Linked DNA regions of Sus scrofa: all the other regions are linked to region 1. A link is a contact called in public promoter capture Hi-C data. All regions are on one chromosome and are shown on one strand. Each heading gives the region's core, a stretch centred on a gene start, on an enhancer-like site or on the middle of the called end of the contact. The rest is flanking DNA. Distances are from core to core; before and after follow the strand shown. Region 1 holds the start of HRC (sarcoplasmic reticulum histidine-rich calcium-binding protein). Region 2 holds the start of RPL18 (60S ribosomal protein L18). Region 3 holds the start of PRMT1 (protein arginine N-methyltransferase 1).

Region 1 (3,974 bases), core at 1,466-3,965:
ACTCCAACTTTGTCACCTTTAAATGTCACCTCACTGCCCTCCCCTCCAGGAGCCATTGGTGACACCCCAAGGGCCTCCGCAGCCTCAGCCAGATGCCTCCTCTTGGCTCCCACCAGGCACAGTGGCATGTCTTTGGCAGCTCCCATCCTCTCGCCTTAGAATCCTCTTCCTCCCACCAAAGCAGAGGTTCCTAAACTTTCTGGACCACACTTCCATCTGCAAAAGGTTTTTGAGCACTCACCCCTAAATAATATGTCTATTTATACATAATTCAAGCCATCCTGCACTAATAAATTCATAATAATACGCATACCAAGTTAGGAATGTTGGTATTTCCCACACCCCAAAGATCATCTTGAGGACACCAGGAAGCCGGAAACCCCTTGAGAAAACATTGCTGAAGGCCAGGAGTCCCTAAGGGTGGCCACCGCCCAGCCACGGAGCACCAGCCCAGAGCCTGCACACACTAGGTAACTGCTACCTTCCTGGAGGAACCAGAGCTATTTTCCAGTGCTTACCATGTGCTGGGCACGTTCGGAAGTATCACAAGCATTAACTTGTTTAATTCGCGCAAGAATTCCAGCAGGTAGAGCCAGAGCCTGTTTTTATGCCCAGATGACGGATGAGGCCCAGAGAGGTGAAACGTTTTGCCCAAAGCCACACAGCACGTGTCCCAGCCGAGATTAGAACCCTAGCAGGGCCTGTGCTCTTGAAAATCATGCCCCCTTGGACGTGCGGAGTGAGGGTTTCTTGGAGGAGTGGACGAATGAATGAAACAGCGACAGTCGAGAGAGAAAAACAGAGAAAGTGACACCAGGAGGCGGAGACACACGGGAGAGACACGAGGAAGGAAAGAAACGGAACCCAGCCCTGGGGCTTTAACACGGACCCTGAGCGTGAGAAGGATTAGTTGGATGTGTTTGCAGAAGGACCGAAGCCCTCCCCGAGGGAGAGAGCCACCAGGGAACGCCCTTGGGAGTGTCTGCGGGGACAGGACTGGGGGAGGGGAGGAGCCGAAGGGCGGGGTCTGAGGTGGGCGGGGTGGACATCTGGGGTCGGTCCCCGGGTGGGCTCCTCACCCCGGATCTGTGGGGTCAACGATGAAAGTTGTGCACGTCTTCTTCTTGAAGATCTTGGGGATATAGCTCTGGGGACAAGAACAAGGGGTGAAGGGGAACCAGTTCAGTCCTAAGGGACACAGAGTGACTCACCCGCGCCCCAGCCTAGACCTAGGAGTCCAGGACCCCAGCGCCCGCCTCCCCCAAACTCAGGAGACTCGATTCCCCCCAGCCCCCATCTGTCCCCAAGGACCCAGGCGTCCGAGGCCCCAGCAGCCCCCTTCTTTGACCCAAGAATCTGGGTCTCCAGCGCCCTCCTCTCCGGGAACCAGGGGTCCCGGCCCCCAGCTCCCTGTTCCCTCAGACCCGGGGTCCGGCCGCTGTACCTGCTCCTTCTCCGCACCCACCATGCTGCTGCAGCCTCTGCAAACTATCCGACTCCCTGCATTCCCTCAACCAACCCGGGCTCTAGACGCGCCCGGGACAAACCGGATCCACTACGTCCCAGCCCAGCCTGGGCGGGGCCAGGTCTAGGGGGCGGGGAATCTCGGAGACGCGCAGAGCGGGAGGCGGGGCAAAGGGTCTGAGGGACCGGCAGGCGAGACCCGGGGAGAGGGGGCCGGGGACCCGGGGTGGGGGACAGGGACTCAGAGAGGAAATGCCAGTGATGAGGGAGAGGGCACACAAAAAGGGGATGGGATGGGGACACGAAGCCTTAGGTTGGGACAGGGAATCAGAAAGGGGGGACAGAGATTGGCGAGGGGCTACATCGACCCAAAGCGAGGGGGGGGTGCTTGGAAGGAAGTTGGCGGGGGCGGGGTGGGGGCGCGGCGGAGACACTCAGACTGAGAGGGAGAGACAGAAGCCTGAGAGTGAGAAGGGGACAGAATCCTGGGGAGGGGGACAGGGACTCCAAGAGAGCGGGTGAAGAAACAAGAACTGAGAGAAGGGAACCCACAGAGAAGGCTGGGAACCCAAAGAGCGAGGGGTGAGGACAGCAGTGATAGGATGAGGGGGAGGTACTGATACACAGGCAGGGCCCCCATGTCTCCTGCTAGCTCTCCAGGGACAGGGACAGCTGCAGCCTCCTGAGTAACCTGAGCCCCCTGCACACACACACCCCCTGCTGTATTTATAGCCCTGGCCTGGCCCCATCCCCTGCCCCCAGATCTGAGTTCCAGGGACAGGAGGTCATGGGTACGCACGCTGGAGCACAATTCCTCTCACCCCTGTCCAGGGCTTCCCTGTGGGCATCCACCATCTCAGCAAAGTCGCCCGTTCTGGCCGGAAACTCCCCATAATCTAACCCCCAATCCTTCCTTGGCAGGGGTCTCTCCCCTCAAATACACCCTTCCCGCTCCCCTCCTCCCATGGCCCGGGCTCCCCCCAAATTGGCCCACTGAAAATTTGACACCATTTTTGCAGCTGCCAAACCGGAACTTGTCGGCATTCAAAATCAAGTCCCTTGGCCCCCTCTCCTGGCCAAAGAGAGACCCCTTCTCTCACCCCCTCCCCAGCTGAGAGGAGAAAGAGCCGGAGGGGAGGGGCAGGCCGGGCCTAACCCAGAATAACTCCGGGCCGAAAGTAAATTTAGCCACAGAGAGGGGAGGGGAGAGACCCTATTGGCTGGGGAGCGGGAGGGAGGGGCGGAGGGGGTCAGGGGGTTCTGGAGATTGTCTCAGAGGGGTGTCTGGAGCCTGGCAGTGAGGGCCAGAGGGCAGAGACAGAGAGAGACACAGCAAAGGAAAGACACAGGGAGAAAGAAAGAGAAGGACCCCAAAGGGACAGGGACCCCAGTATTCATCGACATAGCCTCAGCCACAGCGGGAGCCAGCCCAGGGAGAAGCTCTGCTGCTGGTCTGTCCCCATGGGCCACCCTGGGCCATGGTTGCAGGCGTCTCTCCTCTGGGCTGCTGTGGCCAGCCTGCTCCTCCCCCCTGCTATGACCCAGCAGCTGAGAGGGGCTGGGCTGGGCCCCAGCAACTTGAACAACAACGCAGGCATCCCCGGGCCCACAGAGGACGCATCAGGCAAGTTCGGTCACTCCGGGCATAGCCATAGAAGCCATGGGGATGAGAACAGCGATGTCTCCACGGAGAGTGGGCATCATTTCTGGGCCTCTGGAGACCACGGAGAAGAGGAAGAAGATGTCTCCAAAGCAGCCCATCCCCGCCAAGGCCACAGGTACCAAGGCCACGAGGTGGGAGATGAGAACATCTCTGAGGAGGAGGGAACCACAGCGCATGCTCCGCAGGCGGGTGGGCACAGAGGCCGTGGGAGCAAAGACATGGATGATTCAGCTGAGCCCAGGCACCACTTCCCCAGCCATGGGAGCCACGGCCACCAAGACGAGGATGAGGATGAAATTGTGTCCAGCGAGCGACACCATCATATCATCAGGCATGTACGCCGAGGCCATGGAGAAGAGGAGGAGGAAGAGGAGGAGGAAGGCGGCATCTCCACCGAGTATGGACACCAGGCCCACGGGCACCGAGACCACGGGATGGAAGAGGACGAAGACGTCTCAGCTGGACGTCACCATCACGGCCCCAGCCACAGACACCGAGGCCATGAAGAAGAAGAAGATGACGACAATGACGGTGACTCCGCTGAGTACAAATATCAGACGCACGGGCATCAAGGCCACGAGAAGGAAGAGGATGGAGACGTCTCAGACTCGCACCACCATCATGTCCCTGGCCACGGACACCCAGGCCACAGAAATGAGGAAGATGAGGATGAGGTCGTATCCACTGAACACTGGCACCAGGTTCCCAGACATACCCACCATGGCCTTGGAGATGAGGAGGAGGAAGGAGAGGAGGAGATCACGGTCAAGTTCAGCCACCATGCTGCAAGCCCCCAAGCCCAAGGCCACAAGAGCACTGAGGAGGAGGAGGACTTCCCAGACGAATA
Region 2 (4,421 bases), core at 1,400-3,899, 360 kb after region 1:
CTCGAGTCAGCACCAACCGCCCCCATCAGACCCAGGGGTGGGGGGAGGGTGTGCATCCGCTCAGCCAATGGCCGCACCGCCGGCCTGAGTCGCACCAATGAGAGCGTGCGAGGGCGGAGCCAGCCGAATCGCGAGCTTGGTGCAGGAGTCCGCTGCTAGAGAGCCAGAGACCTGGGCGGAGTATCGCACTTCGCGAGATCAGCCGCCATCGTAGGTGAGGGCACACGCGCAGCAGAGGTGGTTTCATGGTCCCAGAGCCAGCTCCTCTGTCGCCATCTTTACTGAGGGCAAGTGAGCCTGACCCATCATTTGAGTTCATAGGAAAAAAAAGGATATGGTGGAGGAAGTCTTGAACTGCAGATAAAGAATGACCCTAACACAGGCTAACGAAGACTCAGAGATATGCAAAAACAGTTAATAAAAGAGATCCAGAGAAGCAGAGTCTGAGGCAATAAGAGACCTGGAAAGGGAGTGTCCTCTCTTTTTCAGAGCTACGGGTGTCAGAGAGACAGATATAGAAGAACAGCAGAGATATAAACAAGGAGAGAAAGAGACAGTAGAATTAAGAACGTGCAAGGTAAGGACTCAAGAAAACCCAGAAAACAACGGACAGAGACAGATGGGGACAAACACTTTTGGAACGAAAACCAGGGAAGAGAGGTTTATTAATCACAAAGTATTATTTACTTTGGGCCCAAACCATACGGGAGGCAGCACGACATAAATATTTGCCCAGTGAATGACCCAGTTACATGGCAAGACAGAGGTGCAGGAGAGAAAGTATCTGATCAGGGGTGAGGGAGGGAGAGAATGTTGGAGGCACAGAGGCTGAGGAGAACTGAGACTAACTAAGAGCCAGAAAGCAAAGATGTTGACATAGAGAGGCAAAGACATGGTGAGACTGAAAGAAACCAAGGCAAGAATAGCATCAGGTGACCTAGGAGACAATTGAAGGAAGAAAGACACAGGCTGAAGGAGACAGCGACTGAGCTTGCTAGAAAGAGATAAACAGAGGAAGAAGTTCATTTATTGCCAAACAATGTACCTAGTGTTCAATCCAGAGCAGCACCAGCACCAGACAATATGTACCAAAGAGTGACCCAGAGAGAGATGGGGAAGAGAAACCCAGTAAGATGGAGAGACAGGGAAACAGTGTGTGAGCTTAGGGCTCCAGGGGAAACAAAGACAGATGCATTGATCGAAGAGGCTGGGACTCAGAGACCAGGGAACAGGGACAAGGATGGGGAGAAGAAAACTGTCCCAAGGTATGGTTATCTTGACTTGCAGATAGACCCTTACCTGATCGTGCTCCTCTTCTGCTTTAAGGAATCCATTCGTCTGCAGGCCCCCTGCTGTGTTACAACATCAACGTGGCCCCGGCTGGGAGGCCATGGGAGGGTGGTATGGGCAAGGAGTCAGGCATCATGGTCCAGGCTTGGCCTGTGGCTCTGGGGAGGAGAGATGAATAAGTAGGAGTATTAAGGGCAGAGAAGAGGAGGCCAAGCCCCAAGTGCTGGGGGCCCAAGGGGCAGGGCTTCCCAGAAGAGGAAGACAAGAATGGACAAGTCAGCTTCCTCATTGCCCCAACCAGTCCATCTGGTCCTCTCCACCTCCCCAGTGAGAGCCAACAGGATTAGAGGCTAATTGTTAACTCAGCGCTTAGAAGTACAAAGCATTGTCCCAAGCATTTAAACTAACTTATATAATGCTAGAAAACACTCCATGTGCCAGGCCTATTATCATCCCCTTCTTGCAAATAAGGAAAGTAATACACAAAAAAAGGTTTTGCCCAAGGTCTTATGCTTAGTAAGGAACTGAATTTGTCTCTGCTTCTCCCTAGACCTCCATCTTCCCTCTCTTTCTAACATCCTCCCACCTCCCGTCATTATTTCCCCCACCCTCCGTCTCTGTCCACTCCCCTCTGGGTCTCCATTCCTTCCCTCCTCTGAATCTCGGTCTCCCTCTCTCTAATTCTCTCCACTTTTCTTTTTCAGGAATTTTTTTCTCTCCACCGCGTCGCCCCAGCCCGCAGCCTCAGCTTGCCTCCTCTGCGCTCCAGTACCGTGCACATCCCTCATACCGAACCCGCTGGGCCACTTGAAACTCTCTGGCTGGGAGAAGCAGCCTCCGGGTGGCAGAGGCTGAGGAGGGGTTAAGGAAGGGCCATCTGGGAGAAGAGGGTGAAGCTGAACCTAAAAGGTGGAAACACCGGATGCCACAGACAGGACTGCAGCAAGAAGATCTCGGGTTAGACCTCAAGCAAGACTTCTCAAGCTGCGGCCGCGCCTGGCAAGCGCGGCACGAGACAAGGCAGAGGTGAACCCGATAAGGAAACGCTCAAAGATTGGGGTCAGACGGTTCCCTACGTCCGGACTGGTCCCGCCAGCCCCGCCTCCTCACCTCCAAGACTCGGGCCGCTGGGTCCTCCGGGAGCCACCGAGAGGCCGTCGGCGTCGGGCCAGAGCGTCAACGCACGACGCGTCTTCCTACTTCTGCGCGACATCTCCCTCGTTCCCAGCGCCCTTTCTTCCGGAAGACTATCGAGAACAGAGACTGGATATGGCCAGAGAGGCCCCGACGTACAGACCCTTCCCTCCTAGGGACCAGGGAACCGACACCCAATTCCGGAGGCGTCTATCTAGCCGGTCCTCCGATCACCATAGAGAGGGCGGGCGTCGCGGTAGAGTGCCGCGTCGCGTCCATGTGACGTCACGTACGAGCCCTTCACTGACGGCTTTCCCCGCCCACCCTAGCTCCCTGTCTCTCTTTCCGGACCTGGCTAAGGAGGAGGCGCCATCATGGTGAGCGCGCTTTGCGGAGTTTGGGCATTGATCATCCGTTGCCATCCGCTGCGGTCTGGGACCGAGGATGTTCCAGAGGGAGGCAGGGGTCCCAGGGTGTCCAAAGGAAGCGACTCCCGGGCTGGGGAGCTATTTTGGGGGCTTGAAGAGCAGAAATGGGAGTCGTCAATTTCTCGTCCTCCCGTATTCTTTTATGGTTCCCATTGAGTACATGACCAACTTGAGGGGTAAGGGAGTTAAATATGACCGGTAACGTAATGACAATAAAGAGCGGAGTCAGAATTCGGACCCAGGCGCTGATCCCACAGCCACTCTTGCCTGTGCTGCCCTTGGACCTGTCACTCCCCGGCCTGGAAAGCTGGGTTCTGGGGGAGTTGCTGAGCGTCTGGTGCCTGGGTGTGGGGACCAGGCAGGCTTCGATTCGAATCTCAATTCACTGCCCAACGTATCATTTCTGTGCGGGGAAAGCATCTTGACTTTATCATTGGGGGCCCAGTAATTATGTCTCACAGATGTGAGTTTGGGAAGAAATAAGTCCCGGGAAGTGTGCTTGTTGTAGGCTTTTGCGTATATTAAGTGCTGGAGGTATCAGTGGTCAAATACCTCTTTCCAGTTAATAGCATAGTAAACAAAAAAAAACCTCTTTAGGCAAGTAGGCAGGGGCTGTAGTGGAAATCGTAGGCTGCTTTCAGTTTTTTTTTAGCGCTAAAGTGGGAAACTAACTTCATAAAAGATTGTTGGATTCAAGGAGATAGTATAAGAAAAGTCCTAGAAGTAGTTTTGTACGGATTACTGAAAAAAAAAGTTCATTGATACCGTAATACCTTTTTAAGTCTGCCTTTGGTTTAAGTGATTTTGGTTCTGCTTTTTCGGAGTGAGTTTGGGGTGCTTAAATAATACATCCCTGAAAACACAGTTTAGTTCTTTGGAACTAAAAATTTGAGTCAGTGTGGCTCCTTTGTTGAGGTCTTTCAGGGTGTGTGCTGTGTGTCATGTGCTGAAGGCTTATGTTGAATTAGTTTTTTTCTACAAAGGGGTCATTGGGTAGGGGGTTAAGTGGTTTTTCCCAGAGCTCTCCGAGTGTCAGATTGGAGTTCGTTGTCTCCAGAGACTGCATTAGCTCTTGCTCAGAGGTAAGGGCTCATTGAGAATGTTTGTGAGGTGAGGATCGAGTCAGGGCTGGGTTCATGGTCTTCCCTTCACCCCTGCAGGGAGTTGACATCCGCCACAACAAGGACCGAAAGGTTCGACGCAAGGAGCCCAAGAGCCAGGACATCTACCTGAGGCTGCTGGTCAAGGTGAGGTTGGGCCTGAGACCCTTAGACAAGGCCACCCCCGAACTACAGGTTCCAGAGCCTCTGTGGCAGTATTGGTCCAAGCTCGAATCACTGGTTCTTTCTCCAAGCTTTTGGGGAGTCCAGAGTTTTTCATCCTCTGACCTTGGATGGGGAGGGAGGTTTTCTGGGTCTCCAGCCAGGAGAGATCTGGGCCAGCTCGCTCCCTTGGGCTCAGCAGGATGGGGGAAGCCCTCAGTCATTTGCCCCTTTGTTAGAAAGCCATGGGGGAGTCGGCTGCCCTGGGGCCTCATTCTTCCTTTTTCCTTCTCCAGCTGTACAGGTT
Region 3 (4,185 bases), core at 567-3,066, 380 kb before region 1:
GAAAGGAGGTGTGGCACAAGGCACCCCCTCGAGAGCTGGCAGCCCGGCCCCTGGCTGCTGCCTTGGACTCAGCCAAGTCCCAAACAAAGCCAGTTAGAGCCAGTCGCCCTGATTATTACCCTCTGCCGGGGGAGGCCAGACCCAGGACCCTCAGCCCATCTGCCCACATTCAAACAACCGCCGCGGCAGGCCCTGAAACTCCCCAGGTGCGGGGCCAAGTCCTGGGGCAACCTCTGGGGAAGCGCTTTCCTCCACCCACACGGGCCCTGGCCCAGGAGAGAGCCGAGGGGGGCAGGAGTCATTGGAGTGACCCCTGGGAGCTCCCCTCCATTCCAGAGAGGGCTACAAGGTACCGGGCCAGAGTACAGAGGCCCCGCCGGATCGCATCTCTTCCAGATGTACCCACCCGTCAGGCTCCGAGAAGCGTGAAACCACAGACAGAAGCCCCCTGGGCTCCAAGCCCCACCTCCATTCTCCCAAACCCGTGAACACGCGGAAAAAGGAGGGCGGCCTGTGCGGGGATTTCCCGCTGGGTCCTACTTCTCAGCACCGACACCTCCGCCAGGCAGGCCCCCGGAGGGCCTGAAACTCAGCACCGGAACCAGCCTCACACGCCTGCACGAGAACCAAACCTCACGGAACACCGTTTAAGGCATCCACGCTCCGGACCCTCACACAGGGCTTCAGGAAGGGGGAGGTTTCACTCCCACCCTCACAAATGCCCTGGGGAGAGAAACGGAGCAACGTTCGCGGCCTCTAGTCCCTCAGATCCCCTTCCCAAGACAGACTCTCTCTCCCCTCGCCTGGAAGGCTCCAGCGGGGAGGTGGGCTTTGGGACACGCCCCATGAAAAAGAGGTCCCTCCCACACAGCAGAAATGGCCACAAGGGGGTGCACGACGCCTTTTCGGGAAGGACCTCCTTCTGCTAGATGCCCCCCCCCAACCAGAGGGAGGTCACAGGGGCATGCTCCACCCCCCCCCGCCAGCTCCCCAAGCCCCGGGCGGGGGAGAATCCATCGACAGGAAACTGGGGTGGGAGGGGGGCCCAGAGGGAACCAATTCGTCTTCCTCCAATCCCAATTCAAGAATGCACGAAACCTGGACCGATGCCTAAGCAGATGCCCCGCTCCCACAAAGGGTTTGTTCAGGGTCAAGATACATCGGCCCTCCCAAGAGACTCTTTACTTGGCGGAGCCCCTAAGTCAGTCCCACCCCGAGATGCTTGTCACGATCCCCGGGGAGGAGGGCAGGGGGCCTCAGAGGGAGGGTCGGAGCCTCCTCCCCGCCCCCCCTCAGGGCGCCCCTCCCCCGACCGGGGGCGGGGCCTTTGTCCCGCACGTGGAGGCCGCCCGGCCGGCGGGCACGGCACACCCCCTCCCCACCCACCGCGCTGCGGCCACGTGGGGACCAGGCCGGAAGCGCCCCCAGCCCTTCTCATCGTGGGAGGGGGCACGAGACCCTCGATTCTAGGGGGTGCCACAGGCGCTCGAAAGCTAGGGAACCCGCACCTCAAACGGCATCCCGGATCCGGAGCATGCGGCGCCCCCTCCGTACGACTAAAGGATTTCAACCCCAATCCGGCGACTCAGAGCCCCTTCCCCACGACGGAGGCATAAAACGCTGACCCTCAAACTGCCCCCCGCCCCCGACGGCGCTCCAGGCGCTCACCTCCATGATGCAGTTCGCGGCCTCGGCTGCCGCCATCTTCACCCGCACCTACTCCTCCTCCGGCCGCCGAGACCCCCCCCTTCTCCGCACTCCCCCGGGACCGCCTTATACCGGAGGGTCCACGGCCCGCCCACCGCGACCCCGCCAGGAGATCTCATTGGTAACGGAGGTGACCCGTCTGGGAATACCGCTTTGCAATTGGGCTAAAAAGACGCCCATCAAAATTGAGGAGACCGCCCAGTCTGGCGTCCAGAACCCCGCCCCTTTAGGTCGACCGGGATGGGAGGGACTGCCTGTCTATCGCAAGAAGTGCGACAGGTGATTGGGCAAAGTCAACAGGGAGTTCCCGCCCCTTTCCCCTCAGCACCGCCTTCAAGCTTCCCGGCGGACCCCGCGCCAAGCGGACATCTTGAAACAGAGCAGTCTATCACAAAAATGACCCGCCTCTTGATGGCTGCTATTGGTTTATCAGCTGTTGTGACGTCACGAAGCTTTTGGCCGGCCTCAAGGAGAACGTGACGATTGGCCCACGAAAAAGGAAGGCAGGGCTTTAGGCTCCAGCGATTGGCTCAATAGAACTGTCAGTCATCGCCCTTTTGATGGCTTCTCCCAGCCGGAGGGGCGGGCACTCAGGAGGAACGAAGGAGCTTGTGCCCATTTTCCTGAAGGAAAACTGACCCAACGAGAGGCCCAAAGAGAGGGAGTTCATGTCTGGGGTCCCGAAACAAATCAGGAATGGGGCTCGGGCGTCAAGGTATTTAACCCCTGGCCCGCTACTTAATTGTTCCATGTTTTTTAAACCCAGTGACCCCACTCAAGCCACTTTGCTTTTTGCCAAGTCCACCCCTGCAGGTAACACACGCCCCCTTTTTCTGTCCAACTCCTTTGTCAGTCAGGGCGCCCTTTAGCTGCCACCTCCTCCAGGGAGCCTTCCTAAACCTGCAGGAAAATTACGTACTGAATGAAGATGAGTGCCACTGGCAGAATATATGCATCACCCCAGAAAGTTCTTTCATGACCTTTTCTATTCAACATCTCCCCACCCAACCCCAGAAACCATCACTTTCTGTGTTGTCACCGTCACGCATCTTTTCCATGTCTAAAATTTCGTAAAAATGATAAAAACATTTTTGTAAAAATGTAATTACAGTATGTACACAAGTGTTTGTCTTCTTTTACTGAGCATAATGCTGTTGAGAATCATTCATGTCACACCTAGCAGTTGTCCAGTCCTTTTCATGGCTGAGGAGTAGTCCATTGAATCCATGGGTTACATTTTCCTCTTGATGGGTATGTGGGTATGTGGGTGGTTTCCAGGATAGGGCTGTTAGGAATAGAGTGGCTGTGAACCATCATGACCAAGGCTTTCTCTGGATCTATGTTTTCCCTTTTCCTGGGTAAACTGAGAACACAGCTGGGTCATATGCTAGGTGTATCTTTCTAAGAAACTGCCAAAGTTCCCCTCTGTATTGTAGCATGTTGCATTCCCATCCGTGACCCATGAACGTTCTGTGGGCTCCACATCCCCTCCAGCACTTCAAAAAATCAACCTGTAATTTTAAGAGTCTTGTAGGTATAAACCGATTAGCTCATTTGCATTGCCCTCATCACCACGGCTGTTTAGCCTCCTTTCACCTGCCTTACTGGCCATCTGTGTATCTTCTGCCAGGGTCTACTCAAGTCTTTGGTGTATTTTTAACAAGCAGTGCTGTTTTCCCTTTTCTTTTCTTTTCTTTTTTTTTTTTTTCGGCCACAGCCAAGGTATAGAGAAGTTTCCAAGCCACAGCAGTTACACCAGCCATAGCAGTGACAACACAGGATATTTAATCACTAAGCCACCAGGGAACTATTTTTTTCTAATATCCAACCGTTTTAAGCCAATCAATTACTTTTGCATTGTGTTGCTAAGAACGAGATATTATAATAAATTCTCAATGTCAGGTTTTGGGTTTTTTTTGGAGGGGGGGCACACCTGCAGCATATGGAGGTTCCCAGGCTAGGGGTTGAATCAGAGCTGTAGCCGCCGGCCTACACCACAGCTCACAGCAATGCTGGATCCTTAACTCTCTGAGCGAGGCCAGAGATGGCACCTGAGTCTTCATGGATACTAGTCACATTTGTTACTGCTGAACCACAATAGGAATTCCCTCAAGGTAAGTTGTTGTAAAGGAGATGGCACTGGGGAGAGATAAAGGGGCAGAGTATAGAGGGAAGAGGTCTGAGTTGGAGGTAAAACCAGGGGAGTTGTCAGGGTCAAATTTTGCATTTTCAAAAAAGGCAGCCACACGGGACAACAGAGCAATGGACCACGGCAAGTCTCAACTGAGATGTGTTATGGCTATTAAACCCACACCAGATTCTGAAAACTTCTTATTAAAAAGGAGTCTGTAATATTTTAATATTTTATACTGATCACGTTAAAATGATTCTGTTTTGGATAAATGGGGGAAAAAACGTGTTATAATGAATTCACCTGTTACTTTTCACTTGGCTTTTTTTTTTTTTTTTTTTGGCCCT

Evidence for each region. Promoter capture Hi-C pulls out the DNA fragments that hold promoters and counts their contacts.
Region 2: a contact with region 1 is called in a promoter capture Hi-C map of liver, with 6 times the contacts expected there. The contact joins the promoter of RPL18 here to the promoter of HRC in region 1. A contact is called at or near these places in 2 of 5 promoter capture datasets (fetal liver and liver) and 2 of 2 datasets of contacts at active chromatin or transcription factors (alveolar macrophages and skeletal muscle).
Region 3: a contact with region 1 is called in a promoter capture Hi-C map of liver, with 2.6 times the contacts expected there. The contact joins the promoter of PRMT1 here to the promoter of HRC in region 1. A contact is called at or near these places in 1 of 5 promoter capture datasets (liver) and 4 of 47 Hi-C or Micro-C datasets (embryonic fibroblasts, epiblast stem cells, heart right ventricle and 1 more).

Annotation. Positions count from the first base shown.
Region 1 is chr6:54,340,379-54,344,352 of Sscrofa11.1, reverse strand. HRC (sarcoplasmic reticulum histidine-rich calcium-binding protein) reads left to right here and starts at 2,715. Exons shown (of 6, transcript XM_003127287.5): 1 at 2,715-3,974. The coding sequence starts at 2,926. TRPM4 (transient receptor potential cation channel subfamily M member 4) reads right to left here and starts at 1,579. Exons shown (of 24, transcript XM_021094712.1): 1 at 1,445-1,579; 2 at 1,080-1,147. The coding sequence starts at 1,468.
Region 2 is chr6:53,976,909-53,981,329 of Sscrofa11.1, reverse strand. It overlaps RPL18 (60S ribosomal protein L18), which reads left to right and starts at 2,649. Exons shown (of 7, transcript XM_021094700.1): 1 at 2,649-2,801; 2 at 4,013-4,099; 3 at 4,411-4,421. The coding sequence starts at 2,799.
Region 3 is chr6:54,716,476-54,720,660 of Sscrofa11.1, reverse strand. It overlaps PRMT1 (protein arginine N-methyltransferase 1), which reads right to left and starts at 1,816. Exons shown (of 9, transcript XR_002344722.1): 1 at 1,669-1,816.